Linked DNA regions of Danio rerio: region 2 is linked to region 1. The links are chromatin contacts, called in public Micro-C maps. All regions are on one chromosome and are shown on one strand. The core of a region is the stretch at or near the end of the contact, and the rest is flanking DNA. Distances in the headings are between cores, read along the strand shown.

The links. Hi-C and Micro-C count contacts between places; a contact is called where the count stands out from the background.
Region 2: a Micro-C map of caudal fin shows a contact between it and region 1, with 9 times the contacts expected there. The contact joins the enhancer-like site here to the promoter of slc8a2b in region 1. A contact is called at or near these places in 3 of 18 Hi-C or Micro-C datasets (caudal fin, hematopoietic stem cells and an unstated tissue).

The regions. Positions count from the first base shown.
Region 1 is chr15:45,473,010-45,479,360 of GRCz12tu, reverse strand. It overlaps slc8a2b (solute carrier family 8 member 2b), which reads right to left and starts at 2,883. Exons shown (of 12, transcript NM_001123284.1): 1 at 2,763-2,883.
Region 2 is chr15:45,618,502-45,624,946 of GRCz12tu, reverse strand. The region is part of intron 1 of slc8a2b (solute carrier family 8 member 2b); the gene reads right to left. Among named protein-coding and RNA genes, the nearest start is that of acsl3a, 94 kb to the left of the region's middle. Within about 2 kb of position 4,441, at least 3 of the 62 cell types and tissues checked have an H3K27ac peak or open chromatin away from gene starts, as enhancers often do.

The DNA.
Region 1 (6,351 bases), core at 1,634-4,133:
TTTAAAAACGTTTTTAATCAACTTTTAAAATCACATTTTAATTTAAACGTTGACGTTTTATTTTTTTTACCTGTGAACACAGTACAATGTTATTGTTGAAATAATTTATAATGTTTAAAGTGGCTGACAATTATAAATTTTCATAACAATAACAATTAACGTGCCACGTTTTTGAACTGTGCAGAGCAGGAGGTGCAGCTATACATACCTGGCTTAATTAGGCCTACTACGCTATTGTATTTTAATACTGGTCATTATGGTGGTACGTGGAAAGAAAAAGATTTCTGAGGTGGTACTTCATGAAAAAAACTTTGAGAACCACTGGTTTAGAATATTGCATTTTCTGCTCTGAACACATTGTAGCCGTTTTTGGTGCCTGTGCCTTTAATGATAGTTATCTCCGCCCACCATTCCCACATGCCTGTCTGAGTGTGCCTCAGTCTCTGGCTGCGTCAGATAAGCAGCACAGTGACAGACATGAAAGAAGCTGATCTCATGTAACATTTGTTAAAAATACTACAGTAAGAATTTTCCCAATGATTATTTGATGTATTTGTTGTGGAGTTAATTCAAGCCTTTCGATGTGTCACGCACAATGTTGTTACAAAGTTCACGCACACACAAATACACAAATACACACACACAGCGCGCACATTTAACTTTGCACTGTTTTTGCAGGGCAAATGTGACAGGATACAAGTTAATATCCACTGCTGTATGGATATTCGTTATGTTAATGTACAAAGTAAACCTGATTTAACATCCTCAAACCAAGATTGAAGCGTCCTTTATAATTGTATTGACATGTGGCTGTGGTGATAAAGTAAAGACAGTAAAATTGCTGTAATTCATTACAAACATTCACTGATTTACATGCGTTTTAACTTTTAAGGCTTATTCTTGATCACATTTGATAATGATTGATGATCACAGAGTGCTGAACAGATCTTTTAATCCCAGTTGCATTGCGCACGTCCTGTCTTGTTGATATGATCGTACGTGCTACTACTGAGACATGTTAATACGCAGCTGTCAATCATTTCGGTGGGCGGGGAAACTGCACTTCTACGTCACGTTGCAGTGGGCCTCAAAATGAGAGGGATTTGGATCCTATTTTAACATTAGGTAATTTTAATTAAAAAGTTATTGAGTTTCCATCACCCCAATATGACTGTGGACACACTATACCTACACAGAGTCCTGTCCAAACAGCTTACAAAAGATGATTTTCATCATAGGTGCCTTTTAAAGATTGAATCAGTCGATTAACTTGTACTGATTAATTGTTCACCTCAAGACTAACATTATAAAGATTATACAGTTTGATTCCATGTGGAGCATGTGGAAAAAGTCATTTTCACCACCATCTGTGCTGTATATCAAGAATGTTCAGCATATTTGACAATAAAACTGACTTGATTTGAGCTTGGGTGCCTTAAAGGTGCGGAAACTGACTGGATTTTTGGAAACGAGAGGCTGCTTTTATAATATCACCTGTGATTTTTCTTTTTACAACCACTTTTTCACGTACATTCAGGGATATATTACACAAAACTGAATTAAAAATCTAAAAGCACATGTGAAATAAATGACAATTCTATAATTAAAACTGCAACATCGTGAATTTTACATCCTTAATTTCATTTTTTAAATTGTTTATGGGCGTGAATTTTCGCTAACTTCAAAGACACGCCCTCTGCACACATCAGCCAATCTGATGTCAGCAAAAGATGATTGAAAGGCAGATCCAGTTTCTCATTGGTTAAGAAAAGCACTGGCCGCTCCCCTCACTTTCTCTGTTTACTGCTCACACTCTCATTCTAAGATTTCTTACAAAGCCCAAATAAATCAATGTTTGACAATTTAACAATGACTTTAATGTGCATTACAATAAAAATAATTCACCCCATTAAAAAATGAGGCAGCACAAACTATGGAGTTTCATTCTGAACAAACACCAGTGCTATTTTAAAGGGGAGGGGGATGAGAAGGGAACCTCCATCTGCAGAAAAACCGAGGAAACCCCGCCTGCATGGTGCATCCCCGTCAGGTCCCGAGCAATAAAGTGCCCGCTATCACATCCCTGACATTTACACTGGTTAAACCTCAGTACTACATACTTGCTCGCCAATATCCGAATCAACATTTAAAACAATCATCAAATGAAGGTCACGCAGGAAATGCGTCCCGTTTATGTAACCAAACATTTACCTCCAACATCACAAAACAAACACAAACCAATCCCGCAGTGTAGGATTTATGATCATATAATGGAAAATATGACAGCAGATTCACAATCAGATGCTTTCTTTATAGGAAATAAATTAACTAAATGAAATAAAATGAACAAACAAGTGCTCCAAGACACCGCATGTGCAAAACATAACCCACATAATGTTATGACCAAAACAGTCCTGCAACATCCATGCAGACTACAGCATATGCATGCACACTATAGTATCCTTAATGTAAAGACTGAATGCATCACTGCCAAATGCACAGCACTCTGATAACTAGCTCATCACACAAATGCAAATAAATAAATACTAAATTAAGCATTTAAAATAAAAGCAAGTTATTCCACCTGCCTTTGACTCACATTGACAGACTTTTAAAGCCTCGAGAAAAGCATCAAGCACCATCATACTGAGATCCACAGGATGAAAAAGCCTCTCAGAGGATGAAAGCCGCGTCTTTGAGAGAACAGTTTGTTTACGGGACAAGTTCGCGTTTAAATCGCGTATGATTTGTTGTTGTCATACCTTGTATCCTAGTTTGCGGTGTTGTTCAGGGCAGGCGTGGCTGCGAAGCGCATGTTGCTGCTGGGTAATTCATTGAAAACTGCTCCGGTTGTGCTGATATGAGTGTCTTTCCCTCTCTGCGGTTTGCCTCTGTTGTAAATCACTCTCTCGTGCAGTGGAAATACTCTCTCGAGCGCTCACTACACGCAGACTCGCGCGTCCGGGGTGGGGAGGGCGGCACGCGAACGCGCAGACAAGTGAACGCGCGAGCGAGGATTTTAGTAGCGTTTCATCAGAAAGTGACAGGCCTAAATAAATTTAAGTACGATAAAAGAACAGCAATGCTTTCGTTAATGTATTTACTTATTCATTCATTTACTTATTTATATTTAAAAAACCTATTGTTAAGTTTACAAAATTAAATAACAGTAGGCAACTACAGTAGGCATTTGATGTATTTCAAAACCTTCCTCAAGCTCATCCTAAAAGTATTGAACAACTGGTCGAGGCTTGAATCATTGATGCTTGCTAATGCTTACACAGACCCTCTTACCTCTATCGGGGAGTGAGCACCACCTTGTGGTACCATCGCAGGAAGGCAGCTTTCTGATTATTATTTTTATTGATATAAATGAATAATATGATATATATATATATATATATATATATATATATATATATATATATATATATATATATATATATATATATATATATATATATATATATATATATATATATATATATAAAAATAATAGATCAGAATACACATTTCAGGAAAAAAACTCTCTCTCTCTCTCTCTCTCTCTCTAAAAAGGAAAAGAAAAACAAACTCTAGCGCTAAATTATCTGAGCACAAACAAGTTACTTTGTATAACTTGCCAAATGCCTCAATTGTAAGTTGCTTTGGACAAAAGCTGTATGTTCATTCATTCATTCATTCATTCATTCATTCATTCATTCATTCATTCATTTTCTTTTCCTTTTAGTCCTTTTATTAATCTGGGGTCACCACAGTTGAATAAACCACCAACTTATCCAGCATTTTTTTTTTCTCCAGGGGATGCACAGACTCATTCACACTCATACGGAATATTTAGCTTATCCAATACACCTATAGAGCATGTCTTTGGACTGTGGGAGAAACCGGAGCACCCAAAGGAAAGTCACGCAAACACGGGGAGAACGTGCAAACTCCAACACAGAATTGCTAACTGACCCAGCTGGGACTCGAACCAGCAACCTTCTTGCTGTGAGGCAAAAAATCCAGAGAAGCAAAAAAATAAAAAAGGAAAAATTTTGTTGAAATTTTGTAGGTTGTAATCTTTTTTTTTTTTTTTTTGCAATATTTTGCTTAAACTGAATTGCATTATCTTTCGAATTTTAAATATGTTTGGAGACTAAATATTACTTTAATAAAAATATCTGTTTAATAAATCTGTTTTGTTTAAATGCATCAAAATACATTACGTATTTTCACTGAGAAATGAAAAAAATATATAAATTTTCAAATAGGGCTGTACTCAATCTTAATTATGCTGAGCACTGGAGTCCATCTGGTTATGTACATAGAAATTGTGGTCTGTTACAGGTTACATAAAATGTGCATGTAATTTATTAGATTACACACTTTTTAAAAAATTTGTCATTTTGATCATAGGTACATATTTTATGATAATTTGATATTTTGTTGCAGTGTTTTAACATGGAGAAAAAATAGTTAATATTCAAAATGTTTTTTTTTTCTTGTTATTGCGACTGGGTGGTTCATTCCGCTGTGTCGACCCCTGCGGGTAAAAAAGGACTAAGCCGAAGGAAAATGAATGTTGCAACTAAGCCCCCATGATGAATGTGAGCATAAACACATGCCTAATGTTTTTGCATATTGAAGTCAGAATTATTAGCCCCCTTTTGAATTTTTTTGTTTTTTTTAAATATTTCCCAAATGATGTTTAGCAGAGCAAGAAAATTTTCACAGTATGTCTGATAATGACAGAAAGTGACAGAAAACCAAAGACTTCATCAGGCCGTATAGCAAATCATTCAAATCTGGTGTCTATTAAATGTAGATCTGAGACTACTATAGAAAAAAAAGCTAAAACTGTTAAGTTAGCGCTTTTAAACATCAGATCACTCAACAATAACTCTCTTTTAGTCAATGATTTTATCAACACAAATTGCCTTGATTTTATGCTTTTAAATGAAACTTGGCTAGATGACAGCTGTAGCGCAGCAGTTCTGAATGAAGCAGCTCCTTTAAACTTTGACTTTTTGAGTGTTTGCAGAGTTAGTAGGAGAGGTGGAGGCATCGCTCCCCTGTTTAAAGATGTGTATGAGTGTAAACAAGTGTGATTTGGTGACTATTTTTCTTTTGAATATCTGAGTATAGCACTAAAAGGGTCTCCATGCATCTTACTGATCATTATCTACAGACCTCCAAAATATTCTCCAGCTTTTATTGAGGATTTTACAGAGCTGTTATCAATTGGAACCTCTGAATTTGATTATTTTAGTATTGCTGGGGATTTTAATATTCATATAGATAATCCAGAAATCAATGCTGTAAAAGAACTGATGACTGTTTTTAACACTTTTGATCTGACTCAGCATGTTCAAGGACCCACACACAATCGTGGACACACTCTTGATCTACTTATAACTAAGGGTTTACACATTTCATCAACTGTTGTTAAGGATGTGGCACTATCTGATCATTTCTGTATCTTTTTTGATATATTGATCACTCCAGCTATTAAAGACAGATCTGTCTCTGTCAGAAAGAGATGCATAAATGAGAACACCAGTGAGCAGTTTATGAAGGCCATATCGCTAGCACCAAGTATATCTGCAGATTCTGTTGATTCTCTCCTTGATTTGTTCAATTCTAAAATTGAGAATGTCATAAATGACATCGCTCCTGTTAAAGTCAAGAAGATGACTGGCAGGCAAAAGGGATCTTGGACAAGGTCACCTAGAGTACAAATGATGAAAAGACAGTGCAGAAAAGCTGAGCGTATGTGGAGAAAGACGAAACTAGTAGTCCATTATAATATCTATAAAGACAGTCTTCATGCCTTTAATATGGAACTAAACACTGCTAGACAGACTTTCTTTTCAAGTCTTATAAACAGCAACTTAAATAATGCTCGCACACTCTTTGCAACGATAGAGAGACTCACAAACCCCCCCAGTCGGATTCCAAGTGAGCAAATGTAATGAGTTTGCTCATTTCTTCACTGATAAGATCAATAATATCAGAAAGGCAATCAGCTCATCCAATCAGCCAAGTTGTGTCGATATCAAACAAGCTCGACCACAACTTAAGAAATCTGACATTATGTCTGATTTTATGGCAATTAACAGCAAAATCTTAGAAGAAATTGTGCAAGTTATGAAAACATCAACCTGCAGTCTTGACACGCTCCCCACATCATTCTTCAAAACGGTGTTTACCTGTTTAGAAATGGATCTTCTAAAAGTGGTAAATGCTTCACTTCTCTCAGGGATTTTTCCAACCTCACTTAAAACTGCAGTTGTTAAACCCCTCTTGAAGAAGAGCAACCTGGATAACACCCTATTGAGCAATTACAGGCCAATCTCAAATCTCCCT
Region 2 (6,445 bases), core at 3,192-5,691, 140 kb before region 1:
GCCAAACAGTCAAAAACACAAAGCTGACAGAAACGAAAACAGCTGATGGAGTATACACTAACCTGCGCATTATTCAGTCACAAGATGGCGCCAAACAGTCAAAAACACAAAGCTGACAGAAACGAAAACAGCTGATGGAGTATACACTAACCTGTGCATTATTCAGTCACAAGATGGCGCCAAACAGTCAAGCTGACAGAAACTAAAACAGCTGATGGAGTATACACTAACCTGCGCATTATTCAGTCACAAGATGGCGCCAAACAGTCAAGCTGACAGAAACTAAAACAGCTGATGGAGTATACACTAACCTGCGCATTATTCAGTCATAAGATGGCGCCAAACAGTCAAAAACACAAAGCTGACAGAAAACAAAAACAGCTGATGGAGTATACACTAACCTGCGCATTACTCAGTCACAAGATAGCGCCAAACAGTCAAAACCGTAAAGCTAACAAAAATGAAAACAGCTGATTGAGTATTCACTAATCTGCACATTTTCAGTCACAAGATGGCGCCAAACAGTCAAAAACACAAAGCTGACAGAAACGAAAACAGCTGATGGAATATACACTAACCTGTGCATTATTCAGACACAAGATGGCACCAGACAGTCAAAATGCAAAGCTAACAAACGAAAACAGCTGATGGAGTATACACTAACCTGCGCAATATTCAGACACGATATGGCGCCAAACAGTCAAAAACGCAAAGCAGACAGAAACAAACCTGGCTGAATAAAGCAATTACTAACCTACATTATATCAAGGTGACTCAAAATTTCAGGATGAGCCCGTGTTATTCATCGGCTGTTATCTAGAAATAACATACCTTGGAATATCACGACTGACCAATTAGAATCAAGTATTCCAGACAGCCGTGTAATAAATACAGTTAAAGTATGTTGTATTCGTTTCGATTACAGTGCATGCTGCACATTATTGAAAATACTGAGCTGAAACTTCAATTCACAAAATAAAAATTCGCAAATCAAACCTCAATATGAGTCAGAAAACTTGAAATTAGGGCGCCACGGCGGCTTGGTGGATAGCAGGTTCGAGTCCCGGCTGGGTTAGTAGGAATTTCTGTGTGGAGTTTGAGTGTTCAAAGTGCTTCTTTTATCCACACTTGTAAGCCACTTTGGATAAATGTAAACATCTGACCCAAAAGTGTATTAAAACAAGCCAGCGTTTTTAACATGTAGTCAGAACTGCATATGAAAATGCGATCATCTCTAAAACAAATCTCACAAAGCTTCGGAAACCATAATAAACCACTCCAGGCTGCAGCTCGGGCTCGCTTTTATAGCCGAGTAAATCAAGTAAGTGATTATGAGGAAATATGCGAGACGCGGAATCTTGGTAGAAGAATAGGCTGCGTAGGTGAAATGCAGTTACAAGGACAAAACCTACGGATGATGATTATGATGGTGCTCAGCAATAGTGCACTGAATAGGGTTGATAACTCAAATGACAATGAAATAAAAGTGGAAACGCTGCCAGGGTGCAGGATTACGGCCTCCGCAGGTCTCAGAGAGGGACATCTGTGCACACGAGGCTTTCATTAGCTCAAATACCCTAAAAGCTTGCTGCACTTTCACACACACATGCATTGCAAACACAAGCCGCAAGCACATAAAACTTTGAATGCAAGAACATACCTTGCAACATCTTGTATTACTCAGATTTTAGACGCACTTTATTTCAAACATGTGCAAATAAAAAATTTGCATGTTCTCCCCGTGTTGGCATGGGTTTCCTCCAGGTGCTCCGGTTTCCCCCCTAGTCCAAACAAATGCGGTACAGGTGAATTGAATAAGCTTAATTTGCCGTAGTGTATGACTGTGTGTGCAAGAGTGTGGGGGTGTTTCCCAGTGTTGGGTTGCAGATGGAAGGGCATCCATTGCGTAAAACATGTGCTAGATAAGTTGGGAGTTTTGGATAAGTCTTGGAAACGAAAATGAATAAATGAAAATAAAATAAAATAGGTCACTTTAGAATATTGGTTCATTAGTTAATGTTAGTTAATGTATTTAGTAACATTAACTAAGTATGAATAACCTTGTAAGTCATTTAATTATCATAGTTCAACATTAACATTCTTAAAATCCAAAGTTGTGCATATTAACATTAATTACAGCACATTAACTACCGTCATTTAACTTAAATGCTACTAAATAACATTAACAAATATTAATAAATACCGTAATAAATGTATTACTAATCCTTTGTTCATGTGAGCAAATGCATTAAATAAAGGATTATCTTGAAGCATTACCATAAAATTAAATTAAATAAAATGTAAAATATATTAAAATTTAAAAACATTAAAATTTAAGAATAAAAATTGTAATTATTAGGCAAAGCAAATAATACAACTCAATACAAAAATATTTTAAAAGGAATAGGAAGAAGCATATGTTATGCAATATATACAGTTAAAGTCAGAATTATTAGCCTTCCTTTGAATTATTCCTATTTTTAAAAATATTTCCCAAATAATGTTATAAGAGCGAGGAAATTTTCAGAGTATGTCTGATAATTTTTTTTCTCCTAGAGAAAGTCTTTTTTGTTTTATTTTGGCTAGAATAAAAGCAGTTTTTATTTTGTTAAAGCCATTTTAAGGTCAAAATTATTAGCCCCTTTAAGCTATGTATATTTTTTTTGATAGTCTACAGAACAAACCATCGTTATACAAGAACTTGCCTATTTACCCTAACCTGCCTACTTAACCTAGTTAAGCCTTGAAATGTCACTTTAAGCTGTATAGAAGTGTTTTGAAAAATATCTAGTCAAATATTATTTACTGTCATCATGATAAAGATAAAATAAATCAGTTATTAGAAATGAATTATTAAAACTATTATGTTTATAAATGTGTTAAAAAAATCTCTCCATGACAGAAATTAGGGGGAAAAAAATAGGGGGGTTAATAATTCTGACTTCAACTGTAATTATATATATTTAAGTAATGCAAATGGAACAAGTAAAATTATTGCTGAGAGATTTGATTTATTATTATTATTATTATTATTATTATTATTATTATTATTACTATTATTATATATTTTTGCATACAAACTGAGCACCATTTAAGATCTCACACATCTTTTTTTCACTTGCAGTTTTTTTAATAAAAAAAATTATATAAATAGTTTGACAAAACTCAAATTAATCGAAGTTTTAACATACTTTTTATGCCCTGTAAAAACTGTGATGACAAAAACAAATCATCACAACAAATTTTTTCATGTTGCTTTAATTTACTTTATTAAGTTAATCAGCGTTCAATCTAATATTTTACATTTATACATTCACAGCAGGAAAGTCACTGGTTTGAGCCTCGGCTCTGGGTCAGTTGCCGTTTCTGTGTGGAGTTTGCATGTTTTCCCCGTGTTGGTGTGGGTTTACTTCAGGTGCTCCGGTTTCCCCCACAGGTACAAAAACATGCGCTGTAGGTGAATTGGGTAGGCTAAATAGGCTGTAGTGTATGAGTGTTTGTGTGTAAATGAGTGTGTATGGATGTTTCCTAGTGATGGGTTGCAGCTGCATAAAACATATGCTAGATAAGTTGGCGGTTCATTCCGCAGTGGTGACCCCTGATTAATAAAGCGACTAAACCGAAAAGAAAAAGAATGATGAATTTTTAATCAGTTTAAATGATGTAAGTTGAGATAAATAGAATTTTTTAATTGATTAAACTAAAAAATTAACGCAGCACGAATGTTTTTAGTGAGTATAATTTTACATTAATATTTCTCCTCATTATACATTTTGACTTACAATGTTTTAACTTATTTATTTAGCATTTATTTTCAGATTTTCTGAATGATATTTCTTCTGTCAGGCGGCACGGTGGCTCAGTGGTTAGCACTGTTGTCTCACAGCAAGAAGGTTGCTGGTTCGAATCCTGGCTGGGCCAGCTGGCATTTTTGTGTGGAGTTTGCATGTTCTCCCTTTGTTGGCGTGGGTTTCCTCCGGGTGCTCCGGTTTCTCCCAAAGCCCAAACACATGCGCTGAAGGTGTTTTGCATAAGCTAAATTGACCGTAGTGTATGAGTGTGTGTGTGAATGTAAGAGTGTACAAGTGTTTCTCAGTACTGGGTAGTGGCTGGAAGGGCATCTATTGTGTAAAACATTTGCTGGAATAGTTGGCGGTTCATTCCGCTGTGGAGAACCCTGATAAATCAGAGACTAACTAGAATGAAAATTAAAGAATGACACACACTCATATTTCTCTAAATTCAGCACGCACACACACACACACACACACACACACACACACACACACACACACACACACACACACACACACACTATCTAAACACTCTTTCTTCTTCTGCTTTTCTATTGTTTCTTTCTAAATGGTCTTTTTTTTCCATGACAGAGCAGCTCTGTGTCCTAAACAAGCTCTCTCTCTGAATACTAAACAGTCCCACAGAGCGCTTTTTGTGCGCTGTTTCACTCAGTGACGGGTTGCACTGAGGTTAGTGGGTTACCCATCGTTTCCCCTCATTAACACACATCTGTCTTTCTCCCAACGTGCGACATCGTCACGACCGCAGGAACAGAAGCAAACGCCTGCCATCCAGAGTCATCATACAGTCTGAGCTCAAATAAATCGTGTTTGTTTCTGCTGCAGAGCCGCCGCAGGGACCCAAACCTGCACTCAACTCATGTTTCTTTCAGAGCGCCACATTAAAGGAGGAACAAAACAGACGCTTTGGAGATCACAGGCCAGACGGAGGCATGAGAAGATGGAGAGACAGACGATGAAACATGAAAAACTCAACGCAATCCATTTGAGATAAAATAACAACAAATCAATTTTAAAAGGATGCCCCAGGTAAATGAGGCAGAAGAATAAACTTTATACAAACTCAGAGATTTAAAGGAATAATTAGGCTGTGATTTTCAATTATGAAAAAAAAGACTTAAAGATGATTGCTTGGATTTACTTCAAGTTAAGTGGTTGTAAACTATTTATTCAGCTGAATTTAAGCAAACACATCATCACCTTGGAATTATAAGGTTCTGTCTGCGTTATAAATTATTTTGAGATATTGAGCTTCAAAGTTTTTGCATTCCATATAGCAAACAATACATGTATAACAGTTTTCTTTCATACATTACCATGACAGAGACCCTGAGTTTTCTCTAAATGTAAATTATCAAAGTTCTCTTACATTTGCAAATTAGAGTAAAAAAACAGGGTAAATGCAGATAGAACCTTCTAATTCTGAAACCTTCTTGGAATTATAAGGTTCTATTTGGCAGATCATTCACTGAAATATCACTTTTTTAAGCAATTCAATCAAAAAATATTTGATTGAATATTTTTTCTTGTTCAAATTAAGAATACAAGGCTGTGCTAAATATTTTTTTTCAATGCAGCTGTTAACTTTATTTAATTAATATGTTAATGTTTATTAGATTTTATGCTTAATATGAATTTTTGAGTTAAATTTATTGAATTATATTCCCCATGACTAATAATAATAATAATAATTGAGTGTGTATGGGTGTTTCCCAGTGATGGGTTGCAGCTGGAAGAGCATCCGCTGCGTAAAACGTGTGCTGGATAAGTTGGCGGTTCATTCCGCTGTGGCGACCCCAGATTAATAAAGGTACTAAGCGAAAAAGAAAATAAATCAAATGGATCTCAATGTTGAGAAATGCTTTTAAATCATCAAATTTATATACATCTCAATTTTGTGTGGTACGGCATTCTTTCGTCGACTGTCAATGGAGCAGTCCGGCTAAATGACAAAGAAAGCTGATCCTGATTGGTCCTCGAGCAAGCATTAAAAATGCTGATTGGCTAACAGAAAGAACCTTATAGAGCCAAGCTAGAGTTCAACTTTGTAGATAAAACTTTTTTTTTTGTTTTTTAAATAAAAAGTCCTAAAATGTAAACAACTCATAAACAAATCATTTAATTTCACTTCTAAATTTCATTTAATTTTCACTTCTGGTGAAAGGTTAATGTGACTGTTTTCAATTCTATAATGTTCTTTTTACAGCACAGACATCACAATGTAATTAAAATACAATCAGTTAAATAAACTTAAGCATTCATTTAGTTGTTCAAGTATAAAATGAGATACTTTAACTGAGTAAACTTTAACATCGTCAGTAGCAGCAGACTAGCACAGAAACTCCATTGAAAATAATGGGGTAAAATAAATGTTTAAAATGTTAATAGATTGTCATATTCTGAGCTATTGTTTGTTTTCTCCACAAGATGTCGCCATTTTCCCCAGTGTTTCTGTTTGTGGTTCATTTGTGTTAATTTGGTTCAGCTGTTTCTTGTTAGACTAGCCTATATATTCTAGACTCTTGTCTTCACTTGTCACTTGGTTTTTGAGTTTGATGTGCTACTGCTGTTGCCGTAAGTCCTCTTGCTATTACCTTTTGTATTTTTTGGCTCCAGTTGCTCTACGGAGA